Regions from separate parts of the Sus scrofa genome. Here region 2 is linked to region 1. Evidence: chromatin contacts called from public HiChIP or PLAC-seq data. All regions are on one chromosome and are shown on one strand. The core of a region is the stretch at or near the end of the contact, and the rest is flanking DNA. Distances in the headings are between cores, read along the strand shown. Region 1 holds the start of PRPF19 (pre-mRNA processing factor 19). Region 2 holds the start of MRPL16 (mitochondrial ribosomal protein L16).

Evidence for each region. HiChIP or PLAC-seq counts read pairs in DNA pulled down with a chosen protein or histone mark.
Region 2: an H3K27ac HiChIP or PLAC-seq map of skeletal muscle shows a contact between it and region 1, with 8 times the contacts expected there. The contact joins the promoter of MRPL16 here to the promoter of PRPF19 in region 1. A contact is called at or near these places in 2 of 47 Hi-C or Micro-C datasets (embryonic fibroblasts and epiblast stem cells) and 1 of 2 datasets of contacts at active chromatin or transcription factors (skeletal muscle).

What each region holds. Positions count from the first base shown.
Region 1 is chr2:10,850,325-10,853,500 of Sscrofa11.1, forward strand. It overlaps PRPF19 (pre-mRNA processing factor 19), which reads left to right and starts at 1,455. Exons shown (of 16, transcript NM_001128457.1): 1 at 1,455-1,489; 2 at 3,162-3,176. The coding sequence starts at 1,471.
Region 2 is chr2:11,687,789-11,690,964 of Sscrofa11.1, forward strand. It overlaps MRPL16 (mitochondrial ribosomal protein L16), which reads left to right and starts at 1,723. Exons shown (of 4, transcript NM_001244967.1): 1 at 1,723-1,890; 2 at 2,233-2,298. The coding sequence starts at 1,836.

The DNA.
Region 1 (3,176 bases), core at 205-2,704:
TCCCTGTGCTATGCAGTAGGACCTTGTCAATCTATTCTAGCTCTGATTTTTTTTCTTGTTATGGCCATACCTTTGGCATATGGAAGTTCCTGGGCTAGGAGTTGAATTGGAGCTGCAGCTGCCAGCCTGCACCACAGCAACACAGGATCTGAGCCACACCTTTGACCTACACTGAAGCTTGCACTGGATCCTTAACCCACCGAGGGAGGCCATGGACCCATATCCTCATGGACACCATGTTGGGTTCTTAACCCATTGAGCCACAACAGGAACTCCAGTCCAACTATTCTAAATATAGTAGTTTGCATCTACTACATCCAAGCTCCCAGTCCATCCTTCTCCCTCGGCAACTACCAGTCTGTTCTTGTCCGTGGGTCTGTTTTGTATATAGGTTCACTTGTGCCATATTTTAGGTTCCACATGTGTTATTACGTGGTATTTGTCTTTCTCTTTCTTAGTATGATCATCTCTAGTTACATCTCTGTTGCAGCAAGTGGCATTATTTTGTTCTTCATTATGGCTGAGTAGTATTCCACTGTATATATGTACCACATCTTCTTAATCCACTTATCTGTTGATAGACACTTAGGTTGTTTCCAAGTCTTGGCTATTGTGAATAGTGCTGCAGTGAACATTGGGGTGCATGTATAAATGGATCCATTTTATTTCCTACCACATCTGAGTACTTAAAATGCCTGGCATTCAACCAACAATAGTTGTGACAGTCCTGCTATATTTCAGGTACTGTGTCAGCCTCTTAGAAACAACAATAACCAGAACAACTGTGGTTCCTGCCATCATGGAATTTACAGTCTAGCGGAGAACCCAGCCATCAGAAAAGTTTTTTCACCTATCAGCATCCGCGCCTTCTTCCTTGGACCTTTCAAAGGGTACTCCGAGAAACACTTGTCAAGAATCACGTGGGAGCAGCCATGGAAAACGCTCTCTTCAGCGGACCCCAGGAAGATGCGTTTTGAGAAGCGGGGTAATTCTCGCTCGCAACAGCGTTTGCAAGACTACGATCCCAAGGCCCCCCCTTCCCGCTCCGGTCTCAAAAGAGTCGATTGGTTTAAAGTTTCTGAGTTGATTGGTTTAAAAAATTACTGAGTTGATTGGATTAAAACTCCCACTGCATCACGGGAAATGTAGTTTCGGCTCTCCTTTCCCCCAACCCCAAGAGAGCTTTACGAAAGGAGCCGAGCGGGCCCGGAAATAGCCGAGTACTTCCTGGCGCGCCCTTTCCTGCCCGGTTGCATTCTGGGAAAGGACAGTTTCCGTTAAAAGCTGGAGGCTGAGGCGCGCGACCAGCCGCTGTCCCACGTGAAACGTTGCGGGAGCATCGTCCAGCGGGGTCGCTCCCCGCTTGCGCGGAGCGTCCCGGAAGCAGCGGGGAACCGGAAGTGGGCCCCGCGGGCTCAGAAGCTGATCCGAAGCCAGGTGTGAGGAGCCTCGGAGCGCAGCTACGGCAACATGTCCCTGATCTGCTCTAGTGAGTATCGCCTGTGGCCGATCGCTGGGCGCAGGAGGCCACAGAGCCGAGTGGGAGGATCTGCGGGCCTCTGCGGCGCCGGGGCGGGGGTGGAGGTGAAAACGCGGCTCCCGGGGGGGCAGGGCGGCGGCCTGTCAGCCCCGGGGGTCCTCCTCCTCAAGCGTGGGGTGCATTTGCGCAACGCTTCACAGTTTACATAACGCCTCAAGTGTATTGTCGCAGGCAGCGCCGAGGCCACCCACCTTGTTTGCGCAGTTGAACAGAGGCCTGGATAGAGGGAGCTGGTGCAGGGGAAACAGCTCTGCTGTAGAAATTAGGAAATGCGAGGGCTCGTGCAGGATCCGCCTCAGATTGGCTTTGTGATGTGGCGCAAGGATGCGGGCCTCAGTTTCCCCATCTGCAAAATGAGGGCCTTGGCACTGGATGTTGTCTGAGGCCCTGCTCGGGTAGGCAGAGCTTCTGCAATTTGCAAAGGTCGGACAGTGAGTTACAGGCTGTGACAGGGCTGGGAGCCAGGGACCTGGCTTCCAGCCTCACCCTTTACGGACTGCTGAAAACAGCGCACTTTTATAAAGCCTCTGTTGATTTACAGCTCGTTTGCAAGACTGTGATCTTGTTATGTTCTCATTTCTCCAGAGCAGAAATAAAGATCCTGTTTTACAGATAAGGATGTAAGGCTGAAGCAGAATGTGGCTTTTGTAAAACAGTACAGCTAGTAAGTGGTAGAGCTGGGTGATGGAGTCAGGTTCTCCCTGACCATGAATCTGTGCTTTTTTCAAATGCCTTGACCTGTCTTTCCTTTCGGTATTTTATTGTGATATTTTGTACTCATTGTTATTGGGTTATTAGTCTCTCATCCTTTTCTTTCTTTGCTTCCTAACTCTCAGGCCCTTTACTCCTCTCAGAACCTTTCCATAAATCCAAAAGAAAAAAAAAGGAAAGAAAGGGGGAAGGGAAATGTGACTAGATAAAGGAAAGGTACACCTTAAAGAAATTATAGTGTGCCAAGTATTTTCACATTCATTGTTTCAATCTTAAGGAAGCCCTTAAGGAAGCTCCATCCTTCCTCTCTTTGGCTCATCTCTTAGATGTTTACTGAGCGCCTGCTGGGCATCTGCCTTGTCCTGGAAGTCGGAAGCCAGCTATAATCTCTATCCTCAAGGGTGTAAATGATACCTCAGTTGGGGGTTGTTGTGGGGATGATTTAAGCAATGGGAAGTGTTTACAGGCTGTGCTTGGCACCTAGTAAACACCACGTAAATGCTTTCTCTTATTATAGCACTTGTCACATCTCTTTGAGAATCCATCTAGGCTTTAGCCTGAGGTTTAAGTGAGGTTTGTGTGTGTCTCCCTGTTCTGCAGTGTAATGGGTACCTAAGCATCTTTGTTCAGAAATGAGACGGGCAGAGATTATTGACTGCTCTCTAGGTACCTAGCATTTAGTCGTTGTGTAGTAACTATTTGTTGATTATTTGACTGTCAGGAGGCTGATGGAGCAGCTAGTTAGAAGGCTGGAAAGCGTTCTGGGTACAGACCAGAACTGGCTCTTGGTGTTCTGGTTGATTCTCATCGGTTGAGTGTAGGCCTCTGGAGGCTGGTAGTAGGTGAAGCATCCCTTTGGCCCAAGGTCCCTTCCCACAGCCCAGGCTCACTGCCTGCCTTTTCTCCACAGTCTCCAATGAAGTGC
Region 2 (3,176 bases), core at 473-2,972, 840 kb after region 1:
TATATACAATGGAATACTACACAGCCATAAAAAAGTATAAAATCATGCCATTTGCAGCAACATGGGTGCAACTAGAGATTCTCATACTAAGTGACATAAGAAACAGAAAGACAAATACCAGATATTTTTCACAAAGTCCTCAGAAAAGTCTGAAGACTATATTTTGGGAGGTGTTAGCAAACTCATTCTGATAAAAGTTAATTTCATCAAGGTTCTTATCCCTACTTTGCATCATACCAGCTCTATAGCAAATCATTTAATCCCTCAACTTCAGCTTTCCACAAATAACTAACACTGAACTATCAGAAGAGAAGTGTAAATAAAGCTCTGTAAGAAATCACAGGAGGGAAACCCCTTTTTCCATGATCAGGGAAGACCTCAGGTCCCTCCTTCAATTTCTCACAATCCTTTATTTATATTTCTCATATCTCAACAGTAGATATTTGTAACTCAACATACCATATCTACATGAATTCATAAAGAACAGGATCACTGGTTTTTCAGATTTGTATCCTCCACTGTACTTAACTCTTATAAGGAAAAAAAATAGAAATTATAGTTACTATTTAAATGTAGAACTCAGAGTTAATTTTTAGTTCTTTTAAAATAAACAATGAGGGAGAAATTTTAGGGCACCAAAAGAATTAGAGACCAAAAATTAATTATACTACAGTTTTACTCCCCATCCCAAACACTATTATACAGTATTCACTTTGAGATTTTTAAATAGCTGAGCACATCTGAATCTCCCACCTTTGGTGGAAGGGAGGAGGAACACAGAAGAGCTACCCAGAATCTGACACAGGCTGAGGAAGAAGAGGCAGTTTAACCCTTAGAGAACTGCTTCTGGTATAGAAAATAATTGGCTATAATAAAATCCAGTTACTCTTCTGATACAGATTCAGTGTGTAAATAATCAAGAAGCGCAAAAAACTAGACAGGGAGAGTTCTCCCAGTAGCTTTGCAAGATGACAGGCTTTATTTGCTGCCATTTATGAAATTAATCCCTGGACAAAGACCACGCACAGATTTAGCTTGATTTAACTACAAGAGACCTCAGCCTCAGTTGGTAATCCCATTTGTGTCCTAAACGCTTGGGGAAAGAGCCTCTTTTATTCTAAATGTTAAAAAGCTTCAGGCCCATAAAAATGATTTCCCCAACATTCTCCCAGAATAATCATACCTTTTTACATTTCCACTCGATATCGAGTTGTAACATTGTCCATTCACTGGGGTCTCTAGAGTCACAAGCCTGTGCTCAAATTCTGATTGTACGGTTTTCCTGCTGTGTGACCCTGAGAAAGTTAAATTCTTTGACCCTCGGGATGGAATCTGCCAAGTGGATGTAATGACTTAGCGCACGGATTTGTTGGGAGGCCTGAAAGCAAGAATGAGGTAGTCGGTGCCGTAAACACTGCAAGCGCCCAGTAAATGTGAAGGCAATGATGACGGTATTTTCTAGGTTACGGTTGCGGGTAGAGAAGTGGCGGAAGGTAGTGAACTGTTCAGTCTGCCATTTGAACTCCTGCTTTCTCAGCTAATACCCCGCGGAGGAAACTCGCCACCCTGCCGCCTCCATCTGGGGAGAGACCCCTGACTGGATGGAGAGCCGAGATAGCCCGGGCGTGACCCCAGTCACCAGGCCGGAACCCAAGGCCAGAGTCTCTATCTTCGTCCGTTTCCACCCGGGACTCTCTGCTGGGTGGACCGGTGCGAACGCAACTTCCGGCCAGAGCCGTTTCCGGCGCGGTTGCAGAACGCCGCTCTGGTTCCCTGGGTCGAAGTGAGCGCCGCGGTCGCCGTGGGGAGCTTGGCGTGGTCGCACGCGTGTTATCATGTGGCGGCTGCTGGCTCGCGCCTGCGCGCCCCTCTTGCGAGCGCCTTTGTCAGGTCAGAAGTCCCGTGGTCCCTCTAGGCCTTGCCTCCCGCCCGCACCCTCCGCCCCATTCGTGTATTCTCGTACAAAGACTTTTCACGCACTGGAGCACCGGGAGGGCACTGCCGCCTCTCTCGCCTAAGATTCTTGCAAAATGGTCCCAGCCTTCGCGCAACCTGGAGTTGGCGCCCAGCGTCCCCAGTTGTTCTCTTTTGGGGGACCAGAGCCTGTGAGCCACTTTAATGGAATCCGCGTCCCAAACCCACGAGACACCCCAGTCCGAAGCATCTTTGACCCAGAGTGTACCGGGCCCTGGCTTTGTGGCCTTGGTCATTTAACTTGATCTGTCGTTGTAGATTCTTGGGCAGCCCCGTCCGCCACTGCTGGCTTCAAGACGCTGCTCCCGGTGCCAACTTTTGAAGGTGAGAGCTTATCTGTTTTCAAGTTCGTAAGCCTTTTTAGTGATGGAACCCAGCTGAGGGTAGGTGAAGAAAGGGAGTGTTCAGAGTTCTCTCGTGGTTCAGCGGGTTAAGGATCCGGCATTGTCACTGCTGTGGCTCTGGTTACAGCTGTGGCACAGGTTCGATCTCTGGCCCACGAATTTCCACATACTGTGGGTGTGGCCAAAAAAAAAAAAAAAATAGTGTTCTTGTGCCCCTTCTCCCAGTCACCAATTCAGTAAATATGTATTAAGAGCCTGCTACATTCCAGGAGTGTTCTAAACGCTTCTAGAACAAAAGAGACCCCCCACCCCCACCCCGCAAAGGCCCCTGCTTTTAAGGAGCAAATGTTTAATGGAATTTCTCCCCAATAGTATTTTACTGGTGAGTGGCCCACAGCCTACCTCTCAGCTAGAGCTAATTGGCTTCAAATTTAGACTTACGTTTTTTTTCCAAATGAGGTTACATATATGCATTCATTAACAGCATTAAAAGAAAAGCATTTGTTTAAAAAAAAAAAAAAGGCAATTGTTAATATAACAGTTAAGGTAAGCCCCCATTTGGTAAATCTGACTCTTTCTCTTTCTTTTCTTTCCTCTTTTTCTCTCTCGGCTGCACCCATGGCATATAGAGGTTCCCCTGGCAAAAGACTGAATCTGAGCTGCAGTTAATCCTTAGCCCACTGTGCTGGGAGCAAACCTGCACTGCCACAGAGTGGATCTTTAACCCACCATTGCCACTGTGGAAACTCTGGGGGGTTTAGGTTTTTTTGTTTTTGTTTTTGTTTTTTTAAATATAGGAAATCTCAAGAAAATGAAAGGAGCCTGGTTCTCTGAGGGCCTTATCTTCTACATATAATT